Regions from separate parts of the Sus scrofa genome. Here all the other regions are linked to region 1. A link is a contact called in public HiChIP or PLAC-seq data. All regions are on one chromosome and are shown on one strand. Each heading gives the region's core, a stretch centred on a gene start, on an enhancer-like site or on the middle of the called end of the contact. The rest is flanking DNA. Distances are from core to core; before and after follow the strand shown. Region 1 holds the start of TTLL1 (probable tubulin polyglutamylase TTLL1). Region 2 holds the start of POLDIP3 (polymerase delta-interacting protein 3). Region 3 has its middle 28 kb from the start of A4GALT. Region 4 holds the start of A4GALT (lactosylceramide 4-alpha-galactosyltransferase).

The links. HiChIP or PLAC-seq counts read pairs in DNA pulled down with a chosen protein or histone mark.
Region 2: a contact with region 1 is called in an H3K27ac HiChIP or PLAC-seq map of alveolar macrophages. The contact joins the promoter of POLDIP3 here to the promoter of TTLL1 in region 1. A contact is called at or near these places in 1 of 5 promoter capture datasets (fetal liver) and 1 of 2 datasets of contacts at active chromatin or transcription factors (alveolar macrophages).
Region 3: a contact with region 1 is called in an H3K27ac HiChIP or PLAC-seq map of alveolar macrophages. The contact joins the enhancer-like site here to the promoter of TTLL1 in region 1. A contact is called at or near these places in 9 of 47 Hi-C or Micro-C datasets (alveolar macrophages, embryonic fibroblasts, fetal skeletal muscle and 6 more) and 1 of 2 datasets of contacts at active chromatin or transcription factors (alveolar macrophages).
Region 4: an H3K27ac HiChIP or PLAC-seq map of alveolar macrophages shows a contact between it and region 1. The contact joins the promoter of A4GALT here to the promoter of TTLL1 in region 1. A contact is called at or near these places in 1 of 47 Hi-C or Micro-C datasets (epiblast stem cells) and 1 of 2 datasets of contacts at active chromatin or transcription factors (alveolar macrophages).

What each region holds. Positions count from the first base shown.
Region 1 is chr5:5,792,427-5,795,090 of Sscrofa11.1, reverse strand. It overlaps TTLL1 (probable tubulin polyglutamylase TTLL1), which reads right to left and starts at 1,331. Exons shown (of 13, transcript XM_003481524.3): 1 at 1,170-1,331.
Region 2 is chr5:6,173,113-6,175,776 of Sscrofa11.1, reverse strand. POLDIP3 (polymerase delta-interacting protein 3) reads right to left here and starts at 1,334. Exons shown (of 9, transcript XM_021091426.1): 1 at 1,160-1,334. The coding sequence starts at 1,218.
Region 3 is chr5:6,110,601-6,113,264 of Sscrofa11.1, reverse strand. No RefSeq gene overlaps it. Among named protein-coding and RNA genes, the nearest start is that of A4GALT, 28 kb to the right of the region's middle. Within about 2 kb of position 1,309, at least 29 of the 83 cell types and tissues checked have an H3K27ac peak or open chromatin away from gene starts, as enhancers often do. A contact at or near this core is called in alveolar macrophages, mesenteric adipose tissue, retroperitoneal adipose tissue and 1 more, where this site is marked.
Region 4 is chr5:6,082,431-6,085,094 of Sscrofa11.1, reverse strand. It overlaps A4GALT (lactosylceramide 4-alpha-galactosyltransferase), which reads right to left and starts at 1,302. Exons shown (of 3, transcript XM_005663760.3): 1 at 1,180-1,302.

The DNA.
Region 1 (2,664 bases), core at 82-2,581:
GAGTTCCCGTCGTGGCTCAGTGGTTAACGAATCCGACTAGGAACCATGAGGTTGTGGGTTCGATCCCTGGTCTTGCTCAGTGGGTTAAGGATCCGGCGTTACCGTGAGCTGTGGTGTAGGCTGCAGACGCGGCTCGGATCCTGCGTTGCTCTGGCTCTGGTGTAAGCTGGTGGCTACAGCTCCGATTTGACCCCTAGCCTGGGAACCTCCATATGCCGCAGGAGCGGCCCAAGAAATCATAAAAAGACAAAAATAAAAATTTAAAAAAAAAATTAAAATTAGGAAAGATCCTAGGACATCTGCCTTCTTTTCCAGCTAGTCTTTTTTGAAAGGGAAAAGGAGCCATCTTTAAATAACAGTATAAACGACGACTTTACATCACCCAGAGCATTTGGTCACAACTGTACTGCTTCTGCCCATCTCCTCACCCCCTCAGGGTGACAGTGCCATGCTCCACCTTAACTAATAACCAGTGCCTGTAATTCCCTGAGCACAGGACAGGGCCAATCTTTTTGTACTGCCACAACCCAGCACCCAAACATGCTCATTAAATGTTTCCTGAACAAAGGACCGCTTTGCAAACCACAAAGGGTTTACAACAACAAGATACTTTTATTTCAAGAATGAATTCCTGCCAAAAAAAAAAAAAAAAAAAAAAAAAAAAAAAAAAAAAAAAAGAATGAATTCCTTGTACTGCCCCAATCACTCTAGGGTGACTACCGCGACCGTCACCCCCCGCTAATGATGGGGAAACAGGGAGGAGAAATGCCTAGGTCCAGTTCTCCAGAGAGAGATAAGCAGGGCAGAGAACACTTGTCGCCTGTCTCCTGCCCAGAACTCAACCCACAGGTACACCGCGCTCTGCAAGATGCCAACAGAAACAATACAGATTGCAAATGAATGAAAAAAACCAGCAACGATTAAATTCTGAGATAACGAATAAGAAGAAGAATGCAATTACAAGGATCAGGAGGAACAAGTCACAGGAACTCGGAGGAGGAAGAGAGGCACAGTAGTCAGCGCAGGCTGCTGGAGGGACGCGGGTCCAGCATCCAAACCCAACCGCAGCGGCCCCGTAGACCAGCGGCCACAATCGCTCGCGCATGCGCACTCGCCCCCCGCCACACCCTGGGTCCCGGGAGCCGATGGCCTCGGCGGCTGTGTCTTACCTGTGGGCGTCCAGCCCGGAGGGGCGCCCAGGAGCGCGGAGCACGGCGGCCCCGCGCCGCACCCCGGCCCCGCCTCCAGCTCCACTCCGGCTCCTGCGGGAGGACTCGGCCCGCTATCAAGCGAACCCACCCTCCGCGCTCTACTTCCGGGGCGGCGCCCCGGCAACCAAAGACGCGGCCTTACCGGCGCCAAGACTGCTTCCGGGGTCAGATTTTCCCCACTCGTTTCTAAGCCCCTGGCCTGGCGTCCCGCTAGGCGCCGGGGGCTGGGATCGTGCGAGGAGTCTGCGGTCCACCCCGGCGTCTCCACAAACGTCAGAGCCCAGAAATGAAGTCGAGAGGGGTCGGGGCGCAGTCTCGACCCTGATAGTGCAAGGTAGAGGGGTGTGATGGCTGGGCCCTGGGTCCAGTCCGCTCATCTCTTCTGCTCAGCTTCAACATCTGTTAAACTGGGATGGTTGGCAGCACCTGCCTCGAAGGAATTTTTGTAAGGATAACCTAACAGGTTGCGCTCAGCAAGTAGTAATCAATAAATGGCCTACTCAAAGGTCACCTCATTTGTGAAGTGTGAGTGCGGGACAGGTGCAGTTCCTCAAAGTAGGATTTTTTAACTCTTTCTGTTAGGAAGAGGCAGCCTGGCCCATGAGAATTTTAAAACTGAAGCCAGACCTGGTTTGAATCCTCACCCCAAAATCCACTAGCTGGTCATGTCATTCTCTGAGCCTCAGTTTCTTGTCTATAAATGGAGATAACAGCACCTATGCTGAAGGGTTGTTGGGAAGATTATGAAAGTATTTTTTGAAAGGCACTTTGGTAGAGGATATATTAGTTGCTAAATTCCTGTTGAATTAATACACAACAGAAGGGCATGTACCCCAGACATCTGTCAGTCATGAAGGTGCACTGGGAGGCAGTGTGAAAGGAGAGAAACAGAATTTACCTCCCTGCTCAGTTACAGTCTAGCTGTTGAGCATAGGAAAATCGCAGCCTCTTGTTTTAAAATTTTTATTTATTTTTTTATTTTGGCTGCAGCACGCAGCAACTTCATGTGGGATTTCAGTCCCCACACCAGAGATTGAACCCAGGCCACAGCAGTGTAAGTGCCAACCAACTCCTAACCACTAGACCACCAGGGAACTCCTCCAGCCTTTTTTTTTTTTTTTGTCTTTTTAGGGCCACACCCTGCAGCATATGGACCTTCCCAGGCTAGGGGGTTAAATCAGAGCTGCAGCTGCTGGCCTACGTGACAGCCACAGCAGTGCCAAATCCAAGCCACATCTGTGACTACACCACAGTTCACAGCAACGCCGGATCCTTAACCCACTGATTGAGGCCAGGGATAAACCTGCATCCTCATGGATACTAGACCAATTAGTTTCTGCTGAGTCACACGGGAACTCCCTGTCAGGGTTGTTTTGGGGTTTTTTCCCAGCCTCTCAATGACAGTTTCTTCATGGATAAACAGGAATAATTAGGAGTTCCCATCATGGCTCAT
Region 2 (2,664 bases), core at 85-2,584, 380 kb before region 1:
GCTGGTGAACTGTGTGGGGCTGGGGGGCAAACGTAGTGGATGGATGTATGTGTTGAGGGTCGGGGGATAGTAAGGCAGAGACTCTATTTTCTGGTCACAGGCACTTTTCATAAACATCTACTGAGTGAATGACTGTCTGAGAAAACAGTATGGAACAGCCTGGCCGTTTACAAGGACATCCGAGCTAATTTTCCGTGTGCTGGAAAACTCTGGGCCAAAGCTCCCACTTTTCCATACGGGTGAACTGGAGTTCTTACAGGCTGGAAACGACGAACCGTACTCGAGGGTCTAGAGGAGGGCGGTCTCAGAGCTGCACGTCGTCTCCGGGGCTCGCCACCCAGATACAGAACCGCCTTTTCTGAGCACCATCAGCAAACAGCTACCCTCCAGCCCCATCTCCCTTGATTTTCTGCCCAAGCCTGAGGCCACCTCGGCCAGCTCAGAACGCGCCTTCAGTCCCGGTCTCAGCCCTCCGGGACTTCGGGGCAGTCACTCCACCTCTCCCAGCCTCCAGCGCCCTGTCTGCAGAACGGGGAAAGCACGAAAGGCTGGCCGACAGGACGGCCAGAGGAGCTAATGAGACCGTGTGGGCCCGAGAGCGCTCAGACTCGGAAATACCGCTCCCGGGAGGGGGGGGGCGGTGTAAACAGACGCGAAGCCGGCGCAGGACTTGGAAACCTGGACCAGCTCTGGGGCTGGGGCTCGGCTTCGGCAGTAGAGACCGGCAGAGCCCGAGCAAGCCACTGCCCCGCCAAACTTCGGTCGTCCTAACTTCAAGGCCGCGCTGGGATCGCGGAGCAGCGCCGGTCTCCTCAGAGGAGGGGCTGCGCCGGGGCGACCCCGGGAATCCCGGGCCGCGGGGGACGGCCCGTCCCTCCGCCCCCCGCGCCGCTCCCACCAGCCCCGCAGCGCGGCCCCTCGGCGGCTGCGGCCCCTCCGGCCTCCCTTGGCCCGCGGGAGCGACGGCACCTCCAGCCAGTGGGCGGCCTGGCGGCCGGGCCCGCGGCGGCGGCGGCGGCGGCGCGGCCAATGAGGAGCGGGGCTGCGGCAGGGGGCGGGCGCAGACGGCCCTCCGCGTCGCGCCCGGGCCGCTCCCTCTTCAGCGCGAACCCCGCGAGGACTCAGGCCCTGAAACCCGAAAGGAGAAAAGGCTACTCACCGCCCCTTCGCAGCAGCCCCGCGCTTCCGGATGAGCTCGTCCAGGGAGATGTCCGCCATCTTGCACCGCCGAGCAGGCCGCGAGCACCTCAGGGTCCCTCGGCCCCCGAGCCCGCCCCTTCGGCCGCTGTGGAGCAACTAGCGGCTTCCGGCGTTCGGCTGACGAACTCTCGCGACAGATTAGGCCGAGCAGGGGCCGGAAGAGGCGGGCCTCTCCCCGTGAGCCTTTGCGAGGCCAGCTTCTGATTTGCATACGGGGGGTCGTATCCCTGTCGTTTCCTACCCTCTCCGAGGACCAAATAAAATACAAGGAGATATGAAAAACTAAATGAGTAAGACAAACGTCAGCGGGATGAAGTTCTCGGTTTAACGGTCAACTTTTATATTCACCGTATGGCTAATGAGAATGGGATTCCTTACCTAGGAAGTATGGACGTTTACATTTTTATGCCTTAAACTTATGAGTAAGGAAAATAACGATTCGGGGTGACGCCCGAGTCCTCACTGCTAATGTGAGACGAATTTTTGAGCGGGTAAAGGTCGCCCCTAAGGTGACCCGCCTACTTTGCGGGATGCCTGGGAGTTGCGATCTGCCCGTCCCCCTTTACACTTGAAAAGCAGACCAACTTTGACGAACATGGAGGATTAAGTAGTTGTGTGTTATTAGATTTCCTGAACTCGGAACTGATTCGTTTTTTGCTTTGTTGGGGTTGAAAAAAAAAAATGGCAAGTAGGGCGGAAACTGTAGACACTTTTAGGCTCTGCGGTCTTCAGAAGCAAATCGCGTCACCTTTCTGTGCCTCGTTTTTCCTGATCTGGAAAGTCGGGCAAGTAACAGGCGGTTGCGAGGATTAAATGAGGTGCTCGCCACGTGGAATTGCCTTTTCCTTGATGCAATCGCAGCCTCCACTTCTGACCCCGGCATGAGGTAGGTGTTCAGTATGTCTTTGTGGAGTCAATAAAAAAATACGTGCAACCCCTTTAGAACGGTGCCAAGCATGGACTTCGTGCCCAGTGAGTTACTACTGCTGTTATTTACTAAGTCCAACGTGCTCTTGACAGACTATCCCACCATGATGAAAAATCTGGCATCAGAAAGGCCGTGGAGAAATGAGCTGGTAAGGGCGGAGGGTCTGGGATTGGGCCCCCGCCTGAGGAGGGGAATCCAGGTCCCCCTGCGCAGCCGTGACCGGGCGCGGGCTGGTCCTCCTTGTCTCAGCAGTAAAGTAGGACCCTTGAGTGCTCCCTCCTAGAGGTGCAGAGGCCAAGACCCAGTGCCTGGCGGGAGGAACCAGGAGGGACCAGGGCGCTGCAGAAGTTAAGGCCTATCACGCCTTCACACGAAATAAATGAAGTATAGAGAAGTCAGTTAAAATTTTTTCTTAAACTACTGCAATCGTAGGGTGGTTAGCTGCTATCATTTAATTCTCTGATTGTCAGTGGGGCGGCCCTTTGCCAGGGGCATTTCGGAGCTTTGTGGGGTGTGTTTGGTTGTCTGGACAACAT
Region 3 (2,664 bases), core at 60-2,559, 320 kb before region 1:
GCCATGCAGGAAGAGGGCCCAGAATCAAACCCGAGCCGTCTGGGTCCAGAGCCCACCGTCTGAACCAGCAGCAAAATCCAAAAGCCATTACGTTTTTTCTTGAGATGTCATTTTGGCATTAACAACACAGTGGAACTGTGCCCAAAACACTGGCAAGTTCCAAATAAAACAAAATGCGACATTCTTCATACTTCAGTACAAGGCATTCTGGAAGTGTGTGCCATAGAATGACTTGCATTTTCCCACAAGAGCCCGAGGGGTCAGACATGGCAGTTCCTCCCCATTACCCATCTCTCTGTCTTATGTAGCAATAGATGTTTTAGCTGGGCACCTGTCTTCCCACCTACCTGTGCTTCGTCCCTAGTTCCCCTTGCAATTAAGGGGAGTAAGGTCTAGTCAGTGGGTTAAGAGCAGAAGCGATGGGAGTGATCTCTGGGTTGGGTCTGCTGGCTGACTAGGGGTGCAATGGCAGGAGCTGGAGCAACCGCTTTGGACCATGAGACAGAAGTTGAGTGTGGAGGGACCAATAGGGTAGCAGAAGCCTGGGGTGTTTGAATGATGTGGGGAAGTAGCCAAATCCTTAAGCCCTGACTGTCCACCTCTGGCCTCTTACCTAAGAGAGAAATAAAATTCTACCTTCTTTAAGCCTTTGTTAATTTCAGTGTTTGTTTCTTCATCTCAAATTGTATGGTAATTTACAGAGGATCCAACAGGAAGGGAAAGGACTTGTCCAGAGATGTAATAGCTGGGCCAGCAGGTCTGTGGTTCTTCCCTGTCCTGAAATTCTGTGGTTTTGTGATAGGAGAGGGTTGGGCGGAGCTGAGGGCTTCCAGCTGTTTCGAGGCTCGAGACTGGAGGCTGCTCTCTTCCTTTTCTTTGCGTGAACTATTTTCCCTTAACCTCAGTTCTGACCTTCTGTAATGGAACTGGGGGTTGGACTGCATTTAAAACCCAGATGGAAAGTAAGAAGCTGTTTGCAGCTGAATTTTCCTTTTAGTCTCTCTGGGAAGTTGGGACAGTTTATGAATATTTTGCAACGGCCAGAAATCCATTTTGTGAAATGCTGCTTTTGTGTTTTGTTTTGGTTTGGTTTTTTTCTCTCTGCCAAAACATCACAAAGTCATCAGGGGTTTTATAAACTCTGATTAAAAAAAAAAAAAAACCTAACACTTGATTTCCCAGCATGGCTAGGATATGGCATTTCCTGGTGAAGAAATATTCCATTTATTTAGCTTCTCTGAGGTTGTCGAGCATGTAGGGACTTTCCTGGGACAGGGGACAGAGTGAAAAGGCCATGACTAGGGGTGACAAAAGCAGAAGCGAGAGGGGATGTGGGGTGGCCCGGGGTTGGGGCTGGGAGCCCCAGCCACCGCAAAGCTCGAGCAGAGGCGGAAATGGAGGAGAGGGTGATGGAGCAGCATTGGCGGGGCTCAGAGTTCTGAAGGCAAGGAAGTCAGGTGGCTGGTTTCAGGGGCACAGTCCCCACGCTGGCCTCTCTGTGATAGGCTGCTTCTGTCCAGGGGGACTCGTTTGGCATGGCTGGTCAGACTGGCGAAATATGGGAGAAGCAGAAGTTGATTAAAGACCAGTGTCAAAATGACATTGATGCAACAGAACAAAGGGTGGGGGAAAAATGTAATTGTAACATATACATGTAAGGATAACTTGATCCCCTTGCTGTACAGTGGGGAAAAAAAAAAAAATGACATTGACCACAAATGTTCTGTCCTGACCTAGCCATCTTGCAAAATGGGTCACATACACCCTTCCTCAAAGGGTGAGTGTGAAGCTTAAATGCGTTAAGCGTGTATAAAGCGCTTATGAGCCTGCTTGGCTGAGAGTAACGGCTGGAAAGGGTTCCTTGTCCCTGCCGCTGCCTCGTCATCATCATCATCATTTTCTCCCCCTCCCCCACTCAGGTGAACAGTTATTTTTTTATTTTTTAAATTTTTTTATCTTTTTTGCTATTTCTTTGGGCCGCTCCCGCGGCATATGGAGGTTCCCAGGCTAGGGGTCCAATCGGAGCTGTAGCCGCCGGCCTACACCAGAGCCACAGCAACGCAGGATCCGAGCCACGTCTGCGACCTATACCACAGCTCACGGCAACGCCGGATCGTTAACCCACTGAGCAAGGGCAGGGACTGAACCCGCAACCTCATGGTTCCTAGTCGGATTCGTTAACCACTGCGCCATGACAGGAACTCCATGGTGGACAGTTATTGACTGGAGTCACTTGTGGGCTTTCATGACCAAGAAAGTTTTTGTCATAAGAAAGTTCCACGTTGCAATTAAAACAGTGGGTTGCTAAAGGCAAATGAGGAGGTGATTCCGTTTCCCTGAGATTTGAGGAACTTCGTGTTTGGGATTTTTGTCTTTGTTATTTTTTTATTTTTTTTGTCTTTTTGCTATTTCTTTGGGCCGCTTCCGCGGCATGTGAAGGTTCCCAGGCTAGGGGTCTAATCGGAACTGTAGCCACCGGCCTACGCCAGAGCCACAGCAACGCAGAATCCAAGCCGCGTCTGCAACCTACACCACAGCTCACAGCAACGCCGGATCGTTAACCCACTGAGCAAGGGCAGGGACCGAACCCTCAACCTCATGGTTCCTAGTCGGATTCGTTAACCACTGCGCCACGGCGGGAACTCCCGGATTTTTGTCTTTGAA
Region 4 (2,664 bases), core at 53-2,552, 290 kb before region 1:
GCATGGAGGGGATAGTCCGGCCAGCCTGGGCCCTGCCTTGTCACCCTGGGCCGGGTGGCTCCCCCTTCTCTGGGAGGAGGTAACAGTGGGGGAGTCCTTGGGCAGCCCGGGGAGGGGGTGCCAGAGTGAGTGCACATCCCATGCTCCTGGGTGTTTGATAAAGGAGGGCCTAGCGGCCTTCCAGAGACCCCCGGGGCCTTCACAGAGCAATCACTCCATATCTGGGGGAGACAGAAAGGGTGTCCTCCTGAGAGGGGGGTGGGCAGGGGAAGTGGCTTTGAACCCTCTCAGAGGTAAAGGGTGGGCAGCGTCCGGCAAGGAGGTGGGACCTTCCACTCGCAGGTGTCAGATGAGGAAACTGAGGCCAGGGTCTCCCCTAGGACGAAAGGGAGTGGACCCTCAGACTGGACCTCCCAGCCAGAACTTCTCCCAAGCACACTGCAGCCCCCAGTCGGACCCAACCTTCCCAACCTGGAGAAGAGGGAGGGAGAAAAGCAGTCCGGAAAGAGGGGGGCTGCGGACCGGACCTCCGAGAGGGAGCGCTCAGGCCCGACCTTCCCACTCCCGAGCTCTGACCCAGGCCATCCCTCCACGTGGAGGGCCCTTCCTTCCTCTCGGCCGTCCACAGCCTCAGCATCCCTAAGGGCCCAGAGGGACGCCTCCCGGCCGGCAGCCTCGATCCCGCCGGCCGCTCCCTACTCCTCTCCCCAGCCGCACCCGCACCAGGGCCCGGGGCGAGCACAGCCGGCAGCGAGGCCTCCCGAGGCGATTCCGCGCCCCCCAGACAGAGCGACGCGGACCCGGCTTCCCACCCGCAAGGGCCCCTCTCTCCCACCACGGCGCCCGGCCCTGCAGGGGCTGCCCCGAGGGCTCCCGGGCGGGGCGCGCCCTCCCCGCGCCGGCCGGGCTCCGGGTCCAGCCGCCGCGCTCAACTTCGGGCGCAGTCGGGGTGGAGGCGGCGGCCGGGGGACCAGCGCGCCCAGTCGGTGCGCACACCAGCGTCCCTCCAAAACAGGTGGCCCGGGCAGGCGGGGGCCCAGCCCTCCCGCCCCTCCGCAGCCTCTGCTCCTTCCCCTTCCCCTTCCTTCTCGCAGCGCTCCTCCCCTCCGGGGCCCGGGGCGCCCCCAGGTCCGTGTTCCAGAGCCCGTCCAGCTGGACCCTGCGCGCGGCCCCTCGTACCTCTGCTTCCCGCGGCTCCGGGAGGCGGACCACGCGGGCCCTCTGACGGGCCGGGCGGCGAGGCGGCTGGAAGGGCAGCGCCGGGAGTCCAGCGGGCGGGAGCCCCGCCCCCTGGCCCGGGGCGTGGTCAGCGCCGCCCCGCCCCTGAGGGGGGTCCCCGCTCCCCAAGCCCGCGCGTCCGCCAGGCTCCCGGCTGCACCATCACCTGCCTGCGGGCCGACAGGTAGGGTGCGCTTTCCGTGCACCCCTGCCGTTTACTCTGTGGGGTTTTTATCCCATTTCCCCCATTTAACAGATGAGAAAAACGAGGCTCAGCGCGGTTGAGTAACTTCAGCGTCATGCAACGGAGAGGGGGCAGTATGAACTCTGGCCTGACTGGTGCCACTGTCCCTCCTGCGCTCCTCACCGTGTGACCCGTGCTGAACGTCTCGGCAGCATCACCCCGTGTTCAACCGCACAGCCCTCGCTGCTCTGTCCTTTCCTCCCTCGCTCTCTGCCTGGTCCATTGCAAACTGGCTGTGCTGAGCTCACTTCCTCCTCTCACATCCTCTTTCGCGGCTGATGGGCTGATGACCAGTGCTCGGGCCCCTGAGAAAAAGCCCACACTCCATCGCAGCCCCGACAACAGCCTGCCACTTAGAACGTCCCAGATTATTAGCCTTTGAATGAATGAACCAGCATAAAAATTCCACCAGCTCCCCCCCCCATCCGACCACCTCCTGGGATGGCGCCCAACTTCCCTGTTGCTCTGGGGACCAGGCTGATCTGCCCCTCCTGGCCCGAAAACCCCCTCCCCTTGTCCACAAGATCTTACCCTTTAAGCCAAGACACTGATCTGGTGGTTCTGCCCTCTCTCCCCTCTCCCCAATCAATCCCATCAATTCACATGCTCTTACTTCTCCTATTATCTTAAAACTAAAAGCAGAGAGAGAGAGAGAGAGAGGAAATCAAAAAACCTCTTAGGACCCCTTTGCCCCCTCCAGCTACTGTTGCCTCATTTCCTCCCATTCCCTTCACGGCAAAAGTCCACCAAGTGTCATTTCTCCAAGCTGTCACAGTCTCTCGCCTCCCATTTTCCTTGAAAACCCATCTAATCAGGTTCTTGCCCTTGTCTCCACTCTTCCCCCTAATCTGTCATTTTGCCCTCCCCCCCTCAGTGGCTCCCCATTGAACTCAGAAGAAAAGCCCACCCCCGCTGTTGCAGGGAGGGGGTGATGCGGTTGGAAGAGCCCACAGGCCAGCCCTGCTCTGCCTCAGTTTACTTATCTGCAAAGTTCTGCCTGGGGAGCCTGGCCACCCTGGGACACCGTTTGAAGTCTGGGAGAGAGAAAAGCATCCTTTTTCTTTGGCGTGGGCTCTGGGCATGTTCTCTTCTGCACCAGGAGTAGGGAGTGTGTAGACCAGAGCTTTAAGGTGCCTCGCCACCCGGTGAAGGAAGGGCGCCTCCCAGAACAGAGGCAGGCAGGCCAAGCTCTGAGACACACA